Regions from separate parts of the Zea mays genome. Here region 2 is linked to region 1. Evidence: chromatin contacts called from public Hi-C data. All regions are on one chromosome and are shown on one strand. The core of a region is the stretch at or near the end of the contact, and the rest is flanking DNA. Distances in the headings are between cores, read along the strand shown. Region 1 holds the start of LOC103645748 (K(+) efflux antiporter 2, chloroplastic). Region 2 holds the start of LOC100282403.

Evidence for each region. A called contact is a pair of places that touch in the nucleus more often than the background predicts.
Region 2: a contact with region 1 is called in a Hi-C map of an unstated tissue, with 2.6 times the contacts expected there. The contact joins the promoter of LOC100282403 here to the promoter of LOC103645748 in region 1. A contact is called at or near these places in 2 of 25 Hi-C or Micro-C datasets (tassel and an unstated tissue).

The regions. Positions count from the first base shown.
Region 1 is chr2:1,223,166-1,228,633 of Zm-B73-REFERENCE-NAM-5.0, reverse strand. LOC103645748 (K(+) efflux antiporter 2, chloroplastic) reads right to left here and starts at 2,685. Exons shown (of 21, transcript XM_008670449.3): 1 at 2,313-2,685; 2 at 679-2,173; 3 at 239-401; 4 at 20-110. The coding sequence starts at 2,162. It overlaps LOC100273812, which reads right to left. Exons shown (of 7, transcript NM_001148213.1): 7 at 4,598-5,021. The coding sequence ends at 4,950.
Region 2 is chr2:1,370,082-1,375,549 of Zm-B73-REFERENCE-NAM-5.0, reverse strand. It overlaps LOC100282403, which reads right to left and starts at 3,452. Exons shown (of 7, transcript NM_001371864.1): 1 at 3,380-3,452; 2 at 2,834-3,310; 3 at 2,191-2,296; 4 at 1,997-2,100; 5 at 1,807-1,898; 6 at 1,618-1,715; 7 at 905-1,373. The coding sequence starts at 3,252. The coding sequence ends at 1,206. It overlaps LOC100283372, which reads left to right. Exons shown (of 7, transcript NM_001369661.1): 6 at 1-16; 7 at 293-679.

The sequences.
Region 1 (5,468 bases), core at 1,436-3,935:
ATATTAGAATGTATCTCACCTCCAGGGATTTTCTGAAATAATGGTACAAAAATAACACTGGCAAGAAGCAAATACAGTATGTCGAAAAGTGAAGCTTCTTCCTCATTTACCTGAATAGGGAAATGACGAGTGTAAGGAAATTTACATGCAAGCTAAGTTTCATCATAACAGTTGAATATCATTCGAAGTACACAAAATGAAATCAGAAGATGAGCAAGTTCAGATGAGGAAATTGTACCTCTTGATGAGGTAAGAGCTCTATTAGCTTCTTTACTCTCTGTGGAATTTGCCGTATCTCACGAACTATGGGCTTTGTCGTGGAGGTTACCTTTCCAATACTTGTGGCAATTTCTTGCTGCTGAAATAGTTGACTCTTCTCAGCTCTATTTAAGAAGAAGGCCCTACGGGACCCATAAAACAAAAAAAAACTTTAAGGTATTGGCTAACTGATATGAATGAAAATGATGCCCAGCAGTTATAATAAGGAAAACACTTCCATTCCCATTTCAAATTTTCAGTGCAAAGAAGAGGTGACTATACACAGGATACAGTATGTTTTTTATCTGTACACAAACAACAGAAAACAAGGTAAATTGATGGAGTGCAGTTATCTGAAATCAAATCTTCACTGCAAAATGCAAAACCTATAAAACACAAAGCAATTGTCATGTGACTCACCCTGCACCAAGAAGCAATATCCCAACAACAAGCTTGGGAGCCTGTTTTTGCACTGATTTCATTAACCCCCGAAAGACAGATGTAGGTGTAAACTCTCCATCAGCTTTGGAGGAGAAGAAAGATGCCGGGAAGAAGCGGGATGATCTCTTCTTCAGTGATTTTTGAGCACTCAGTGGTTCCTTGGTGAACTCCTTTCGTTCCATTTCCTGCTTCTTCCCTTGCTTCAACTTGTCTGAATCAGGCTCAGCTTCTTTCTGAGGCTCAACGGACATCTTATCGCTGCTTGCTTCATCATATATTTCACGGGATGGTTCAAGCTGCTCAATGCCCTCAACAGTCAAGTCACCTACCATTAGACGCTCGATACTTGACACCTCATCCCTCACAGGAACATCATCAGTGCCATTGCTGCTATACTCATACCCTTCAGAAACGCTATCCTCTTCAGCGCTTTTCTGCTCTTCAGCAAGTGATGTTAGCTCCACCACGGTGTCAACCGAGGATATGACCTTCTCCGCTTTCAGCAGCACCGCCTCCGCGTCGTTGACACGCTGCGTGGCTTTCATCTCAAGAGCCACCGCCTGCTCAGCCAACACCATTATATTGGTGACATCTTCTTCGGCCTTGGATGCATCCAACTGGGCCTTCTCAGCGAGCTCGGTGAGCCTATCAACCTCCTTCTGCAGGTTCATTTTCTGTTCCTGGATGCGTTCCAGCTCCTCCTCACACCGCAACAAGGCTGCCCGGCAATCCTTGATCTCTTCCTGAGCAGACACAAGGGCCTCCTCCTCCACGCCTTCGATGCTAACCTCCATGGGCCCGACCGACCCCCGCTTGGCATCCAGCGCCTCGGACGCCAGCTGCAGCCTGGCCTCGGCCATCGACAGCGCCATGGTAGCCTTCTGGACGGCCTCCTTGGCGTCCGCCTCCTTGACGATGACCTCCTGCACGGTGGCGACGGCCGCGGACACGTCCCTCTGGGCGCCTTCGGCGCGGTCCTTGAGCGCGATGGCCGACTCGGATATCCGCTGAGCCTTCTCCTCGAACATGGTGCTGTTGAGCCTGGCCACCTCGAGCTCGTTCCTGCACCTCTGCAGCATCTCCCGGAGACCGTCCACGTCGGCGGGGCCCTTGTCATTGTCGTCGTCGTCGGGCCCCGAGCTGGTGGCATCGTCGTCGTAGACCTCGCCGGAGCCCTTGGCGGCCTCCAAGGGGCCGTCGACGTAGGCCAACGAGTCGCTGCCCTGGCACCGCGGCCGCCCTCTGGCGCGGAGACGGGGAGGGCCCCCGCGCGCGGGAGCCAGGTAGAAGAGCCCGCTGCTGCCGCGGAGGAGGGCGGCGGCGGACGTGAGGCGCCCGTTCCCGGCGCCGCGGTGCCGCAGGGAGCAGACGCGGAAGCCATTCCCGGCGGCGCCGATCTGCAGGCCCGCCCGCGGGGCCGCGCGGCTGGGCCCGGCGACGGAGGCGAGCCTGGACAAATCCATCCTCCCCTGTCCTGTATCGTAGCGGGCGGAGCACGAGTACAATCGGAAACAGCGCAAATCAAAGCCTGGGAAAAGGAGAGGTCGGGACGAGAGAAACAAAAGCGGATTACAGAGACAGAGACGGAGACGGAGGAGTGAGTGCTCACGTACTGGTTGGTGGATGTATGCGGATTGGGTCAGAGGGCGACCGGACCGGAGGAAGGGAGGCCTGTCACGGGAGAAGCACCGACGACGACGACGACGACGAGGAGGAGGAGGAGGGGCCTCGGCCTCATTCCATTCCTACGACGGGACGGCGCGAGGGGGGAGTGCGACTGTGGGAGCTGGTAGGTGACCTCACCTCGCTCGCTCGCCCTGGCGTTGGCGTTTTGTCCGAAGAGCGAGTTTTGTTTCGGCAACGGGGCGGCGGAGGGGACGAGGCAAAAGCCAACTGCGCCCAACTTGTCAAGCCAAACTTGCTCCTTCCCGCACCGCAACAACCCTGGGCTGGGCTTTGAACCGCAGATTTTTTTAAAAAAAAATGTTGTTCGGGTTTCTGCTCCTCGGATAGTGGTATATTCCTCGCTAGTGCTACTTCTACCCCACTGATTCAGCCACGGGACCGCCACGATAGGGAGATTAAAATAAAATTAAAAAGGAGATAGAGAGACAGCTCGTTTTTAAGCTGTCGTTAATCAGAAAAAAAAAAGGAAAAGTGAAAAAAAAGCTATTACCAACCCTGTCCGGATGGCCAAGAAAGAATTTTGGTGTGGATCTTTATAAAAAAATCTTGACAAACAACATGGACTCGGAGATTACTCCAAGCTAGTACAATATCGGTGCATTGCAACGGTCCTAACAAGAAAATACCGATAAAAATATACTCTCTCAGTTCCAATTTATAATTTGTTTCTCATTTTCTCATGAATTTTTTAAATAAGGCAAGTGGTCAAACTTGAGATAGAAAAAGTCAAACGAATTGTATTTTTGAAACGGGTGGAGTATTTAATATTGAAGTTGACATAGATTCATATACCAGATATTAAATTGATAATAACAAATATTATACTCTATCTTAACCAAAATCCGAAAAAATATGAGTTAAAAAGGAGCAAAAGCCATTTTTATAGCCGGTTCGGTCACTCGCACTCCTTCAGTGAGTGAAGTGGTACTGTGTGAGAACGCTGCGTTTTTTGTGGTTTCTCATGACTCATGTGTAGGGCAACAGTTCAATGATAGACGACTAGCAAGAGGGAAAAATAAATCTTCGTGCTTCACATGTACGAAACTGATGAAGAGAGTCCTTTCTTTTCCTAAACTCGAGCATTGTTTGGTTACCCCATTCAAATGAGATTGAAAGAAATTATAAAATAATCAACTTGTCAGGAATTTAAACACACTCAATCTTGCTCAATCCGCATGGATTAAAATTAAAACGAACAAACTCTAAAAAGATTGTTTTAGCCTTTACGCCCGAGGGCGCCAGACCCGGTTCAAAACATAACACTTGTTCTTTAGGTGGTGTCTTTTAATATGCTTGGAAAGTTGGAAGGCAGTAACTCATATGTTTTTTGGTTCATAAAATGTAACGTAAATAGCAACGGTAATGATTTACAATCGATTATTAGTGGTAACAAGTTTGAATAGACCAGTATTAATTTCTAGTGTGGTACTGATTACGGATAGAACTAAACAAACATGATGTAACGTTATCAATTACACATCAAGTTATAAATATGTGAACCAGACAGCACCTCAATATTTACAACATGACTTTGACAACAATTCCGATGTTTGGTTGCATGCCTAAAGTGCCACAAATTGCTACATGTTTTTTATCACACTTGCCTAAGGTTAGAACCTCAAACTCTCTACCACAACTTGACACGTCTAAGAGAATCTTGATATCTTGCCACACACTGAGTTATTGACGAGTGACACTCATGCTGCAGCAGAAAAATCTCGCAACAACTATGACTACGAACCAAACACACACCTAAAGTCAGTTAAACCTGTTAGTCGCAGCCCATAAACAGGCCCTTTGTAGCCAAAATCTGGTTTGTTTGTTTGTTTTTTGGGTAAAAATGCTTTGTTGAGAATGTTCTTTAGCTCTCTTGTGGAGTACTTGGAAAATGCGGAGCGCACTTCATTCTCAAGGGGAAACATGGCAATATGGGAAGAGGATGATGAAAATAACGAGCTCAAATGCAACTGGAACAGTTAAGAACTCCAACGGGTAAGATGCAGCATCATCTGAAGAACTTGTTCCTCTAGAAACTTTAAGTTCAGACCATGTGGCTATTCACATATAAGATGCAACAACATATGCTTGGATGACGTAATCAATGGCATGCCAGTACTAGAACACACCTTCGGATAAAATATTTGAGACTGCATTTAACATCTACGCAAGGTTGACCTGCAACCCCTTTTCGACAATAGTACACATGGCATCTAGCTTGTGCAATTAATGCAATAAATAACCCAACCTAGAGCAATCTACCTGAAAACGGATCTGATCCGGTTACATGCATACTACAGTACGATCTATACACACACTACCTTCGGTTTTCTTTTCTTTTTTTTAACTAAGTTATCAGGTGTACATATCCTAGACTGGATCTGCCCATGGGATGCGACATAACAGGATAATTCAACAACAATACAATCAGAAATGCATGTCTAGATAGTAGTAGTCTATATAAAAAAATCCAGCACAATGAAATAAAATCAGTCAGGGTACGTTGATCAGCTAGCTCAGCAACCGAAGAGCTGCCTTGGCCACATTGGTTTTCTTGTATCATCACCCTAAGAGCTAACCATGTTGAACTGGAACCTAGAAAGCTGCTGCGGGATGGTAGAGATGACAGGCCCGTACCTCTGCACATCAATGTACAGGAAACAAGTTTCAGAAACAAATCTTGACAAATTCCTGAAACTTGAAAGCACAGCACAATATACAAAATTAACACCCGTTGGCTATGGCCAAACAAAAGAAGGAAAACCATGTACCACAGTTATGGCTGGAAAGGCTCACGAGAATAGAGTAAGTCCGAATATCAATAAACTATGCATTTCAATCATCGTACTAGCAATGCAGATTTCTTATATATAAATGGTTACGTAAAAAAGTAAACTTCTGTTGCTGGAACCAGAGTGATGTAGTAGATTAAAGAACTGACAGCGCAAAGAGAGTCCCTACGGTCCAGTTTATAGGTCACTTTAGCTTTATACCAAGTCAAAATTCTCTAGCTTTGACCAAACCTTTAGATACACACACACACACACACACTAACATATACAAGTTGAAATAAATGTACTATCAAC
Region 2 (5,468 bases), core at 2,203-4,702, 150 kb before region 1:
TATGATGGTACAATAGGTATGACTCATCATTGCATTTTTTATCTTACTTGAGATGTGTTTTCAGTGGTGCGGTAGTTCTGTAGTGTTCTTCAAGGGCCAAAGCTTACTTCTCTTAGATCAGTAAAGACATGATATTCCGTGCATATGGTTTGTTCCGCCGTTGCAGCTAAGCGCATAGATATTCGGTTTAGGGTGTTTATAGGTACCAACTTTGAAGTGTCTCCTGTACTTGGACCTGCTTCTTAAACTACGCATGTGTGAGCAGTGAGCTGATTATCTATTTATCTTTCAGGATGGTGCACTGCCCTCGTTCTCCCCAGCGATGCTGCCTGATGCCCTATTTGCAACAATGAAAAGACGCGTTCTGTACCAAGGAGCTTCTTAACTAGTCGCTGGACGATGATTTCGAAAGTTGTGCAGGCAGTCCTATACTAGATTCATTGCCTCTATTTACATGTGGATGACTTTTAGTTAGTGTGCCATCCAAGAAAGCAGATGTTGCAAACATTGTAACTTGTGTATTAACATTGGTTTTGCTGGTAGATTTCATATTTGTGTTTCCAAGATTCCATGTAATCAAGAAAAAAAATGAAATCTTGGTTGAAACAGTCTTTCACAGTGAGGAGTTAGTTTCATTTTATAGCTAACATGCAAGAGACAATATGTCTAGTTAACATTTCATCTATTTCTCCATTAATTGCTTGCCTCATCATCTAAACTGTTGACATGTCACATCATTTATTAATGAGAATGAAACCTTTATAAAACTGTCATTGAGAAACTTGATTCTCTTTTGTATTTCTTGCACTCAATGTGGTAATTAGGACAGACCACTTGTGTCTGTATGTATCACCTACCTAGGAGATGCTTGATTGGAAACCACCAGACGATGATGCTAGTTATATGTCCGCACATCCTTTTCTTCCCATTTGGGCTTGCATTGGTGTCCAGCATGATTCTTTTGATTAAAGCAATACATGTATCTTCCCAACACTAATACTATCCTTTGACAACTGGTTCGATGAGGACGATAAAACAACTCATCTGATTTCAGAGAGGGCACCACGTACGCAAACAACCTGCCTGATTTCCCACACGTCACACATGACACTAAGATACACCATATGTGCCGTATGGGCTTTAGGATACAGCTAGCATGTTTCTTGGCAGATGACACCTTCAAGCATATCCGTATATTCGTGTTATCAGTTTGCCTGGTTCATAAAAGACCAGCTCGAAGGGCACAAGTCATGTGCCGTGTTCCCGTCCTCGTCCTTGATCCGAAGATCAGCATGATGCTTGACAAGCAACTCTGCAATGTCTTCTCTTTCACAAACAGCAGCATAGTGGAGTGCCGTTTGCCCTTCATTGTCCTGAACGTGGAAGAGACGGTTAAGTTCAGGTGCCGTTTGCCCAAATGACTAAAGAGACTGTGGCTGAACTTTCAAGCTCTATATGGTATGCTGAACTACTGACAGCGATCAAGTGCCGTAATGAGCATAGCAACATGTTTGATGCAAACAAACCAGATGCACTTCACCCAGCTGTATGATTACCCATCAAATAAATCTATCATTAACAGTATAACACGATGAGTATACAGCAATTCCAATTTACCTTAGCATTCAGATCTGCATTTGCATTTGCAAGAACCTCGACAGCACTAAGATGGCCACGATCAACAGCCCAGTGCAACGGACTTCTACCTTCGGTATCTGAGAATACCATAAACAGACCATGTTTGAATGAATTATGGTTATAAGCACAGCATAAGCATTAGATGGTTTATAGTTTGCAAACACAAACCTCTCACGTTGACCTCAACACCAGCTGCCAGAAGCTTCACTATGTCATCAGTCGCCCCTTCCCTTGCTGAAACATGGATGTCACCAAGTTCTCTGCACGTCCATTTAAGTTTGTTCCAATTACAAACACTAGTCCAAGGCAGGTAACATCTATAGCATGTAAAGACACCCATGAGGGAAACACCACTTACGATTCATTTCCTTCGTCTTCCTCATACATTAAACTGCTAAACACAGGTCCCATGGGCCCCTTTGAAGCTGATGCGGAAGCAATGCTATCTTCATCTTTCCTTTTCTGAAATTATCATGTCATGAAAAAGCCAACACTGTCACGAGGATTACTGTTGCGGCAAGAGTGAGGTGAATAAGGACCTACAGAACTTACCGCACTTGCACCTGCATCCCAGTTAGGGAATAGGTCCTGAACAATTGTGATGTACCCTTGCATAGCTTCTTCTGTAGGCATAGCACCCAGCTTATGCCAAGCATTCCTGGCATATTCAGATGGCATATGGACAATGTTAAACTGAACTAGTTTTTTTTTTCAAAAAAAAAAAAAAACAACGAGCACAGGCAGAGAGTGAAGCCAACAGTGGTATGCTGATAATATCAGTTAGCTGGAAGCAGTCAATCCGTGAGTTCAAGTGCTTGCAAATAATCGAAACACAGAATAGCATCTGCACACTGAAAAACCTAAGCACTGCAGAGGTTATGCAGCATGGTGACCAGGGCACTCTTGGACGCAAAGCAAAGACACAAGATCAAAGTCGTTTTATGCTCAGGCAACACTAGCACGAATGATCAGCGTACAAACAGGGCCAATAGTTAAGGATTATGACTAAATTGTGCGTGAGATAGAAGCATCATATATTATGTTTACTTCCTATGGGCCATGGGACTGATCTGAAGTCGTTGTAAACTAAATTTGAACCGAAGCGAATGAACATAGATAGGGAAAAAACGCACGAAATTCAAAAAATAGACCAGCAGAATCTAGCACGAGGAAGAGGGGATGGGCTGGAATCTACCATTTGGCACGGGCCTTGAGCTTGAGCGCGGACGGCTGGGGCGCGGTGCAGGGCCCCTCGGTGGCGATCTTGTAGAGGCCGTAGAGGCGCAGCTGCGCTTCCTCGGGGACGCTGGTGCCGGAGGCGGCGGAGGCCGCGATGAAGGCGGAGGCGGCGCTGAACTCCTCATCGAGCTCGGTGCTCTCCACGCCCTCCCAGTCGCTGTCGCTGCCGCTGCCTCCGTCGGTGGAGCCGTAGTGGGAGGGGACGGGAGGCGCGGCTGCGGCGGCGGCGGCAGTGGGGGAGGTCGGAGGGGAGCGCGTGATGCGGAGGTTGTCCTCCTTGAAGGCGATCACGGTGGAGATGAGCTTGGCGACCAGGAAGGCGAAGAGGAGGCCGATGGCCGCCGCTTGGCCCAGCTCCTGCCAGTCCCCGGCCATGGCGGTGACCTAGACGCGGCGGTGCGGTGACTCTGTGTTGGAGTTGGGGTGTGGGAGACTGGGGGAAGGAAGAAAGGTGAGAAAGTAAAAAAGAGGAAAGTGCTAGGGACTAAAACGTTAAAATCACCTGTGCTTACTACCGATCGGTGACGCAGAAGCGGACCCTAGGATTCTAGGAGCGAGCACGCCCCACGAAGGAGTGTTGAGAACTACTTTAATAGATTCATTCTCTTCCCTTTCATCCGCAGACCGCAGAAGTTGTAGAAAATATATATATCTCATTCTAAAAACATCACAAAGGAAATACACGAGAGATAATATGTATGGTTAGGTCTATAGCCTTTTTTTTTCTATCTTCACTATTGTATTATAAAGGGTACAAGATCTTTATATAGATGAAGTGAGAGCAACGACTGCTATGCAAGCAGTCTTTTTTTGCAAGCGTGCAAGCAAACCACCTGATTCATTAGATCATGATCCAACCGTAGGTCACATTTAACACTTAAACCCTTCCACCACCAGCTCAATATTTTTTATAAAAAAACTCCTAACAAACTATGGTTGTATCTGTGTTTGGATCGTAATCTAATGGACCAGATGGTTTGCTTGCACGCTTGCAAATAAGGACTGCTTGCATAGCAGTCATTGACTGAAGTGAGACCCTCATGAGCAATTCAGTATTTGACCACAGTGGCAGATCTACAACCCGGGCCACCAGGTCCATGGCCTGGCGCTTAATCCATGTAAGTATATAAGTCTCTATTTATACGGTATAAAATAGTTAAAATAAAATGGAGAGAAAGAAATTTAGTAGATTTGGGTCGGGTCATAGAAAAATTCTGGATCCGCCCCTGATTGCCCACATAACCTCGTTAAAACTCTCAAAAACCCGGTGGAAAAAAATACGGAGAAAGAGCGCATGATGATGCATATTGCATTTGCACTTTGTTGACTCGTTAAAAACCTCATGTCAGAAACTTCAGAAAAAACTCACTAAGGGAAAAAGTACAACTATTTTCATTAGGACAGATTGCGATCATCTGGATCTGGATTGCATCGAATCTTCTACAAGTGCTAACTTAGAAATATGCTCCCCTGGTCCTTGCAAAACTGTCTCAATATGGTAAAATACCTTCTTCAGGAAGTATATGCACAAAGAGATTTAGCAAACGAATTGCCTATTGTTGCAAGGATTATATTAGGAACTTCACCTCAACTCGCTTATAGGATACACGAGGTAAGTGCACGTGTCAACATAAATAGGCCACTTTTACTAGTGGTGTTCGATCAACTGGTTCTACATATTTGATAGAAACTTCCATAAAGGTTTATAAATTGATCATCAAACAACGTCTTCAGGGCATATAATATGACATTCGATGTCTCACAATTGTGATCAGTATTAAGCATTCATCCCCCTAACGATGACATCTGTCAAAGTCGTTATCCCTCGTGACTCAAACATATTCTTCAAGATATGTGTTTCATTGCTCATCTGAAATAATGAGGATGGATGATGTTAGGGTGCTATAATTTTCTATCTTACACCATAATGTAAACATAGTTGTATAAAGCAAATAACTTATCCTTCCAAAGGACTTAGGAAATAATATAGTTGTAATAATATATATTCTAAATATGACTCATCGTTATGGCATTCATTCATTACAACTTCTGTGATGGTGTAACAAAAGTCCATCGAAGATCAGACAAAATCCATCAAGGATTCTTTATCGATAAGATGCATCGTTATAGTCTATTATTTTGGCATAATGGGGATATTTTGCCAGTAACATCTAAACCTTCTAGATTTTACAATCAGGGCTTTAGAGGACACCACAATTCCACATCTAGTGGATATACCATGAGTACAACTCGTGGAATGCACATGTGCTTATTCGACAAACTTTAAATCATTTGGTACCTCATCCTATTCCTCTTGGGTCTATATGGGTCTTTATCCCTTTATCGGGATTAACAAATTTCGGTGCTCAACTCAGACTTTATTTCTTCTAAAAAGGTTCCATCAAGGAATTATAATCTTAACTAGGAGATGTTCTATCTACATAGGAGAGTGACCATTCATCAGGAATGTATTATTAGTAAAATATTTATATGTTGCATATTTATAATTCAAAAATATGAGTCCTCTAAGGATCTCATGATGGATCTTCAGAATCATTTAACTACATATTTCAATTCATGGCATTTGCCAG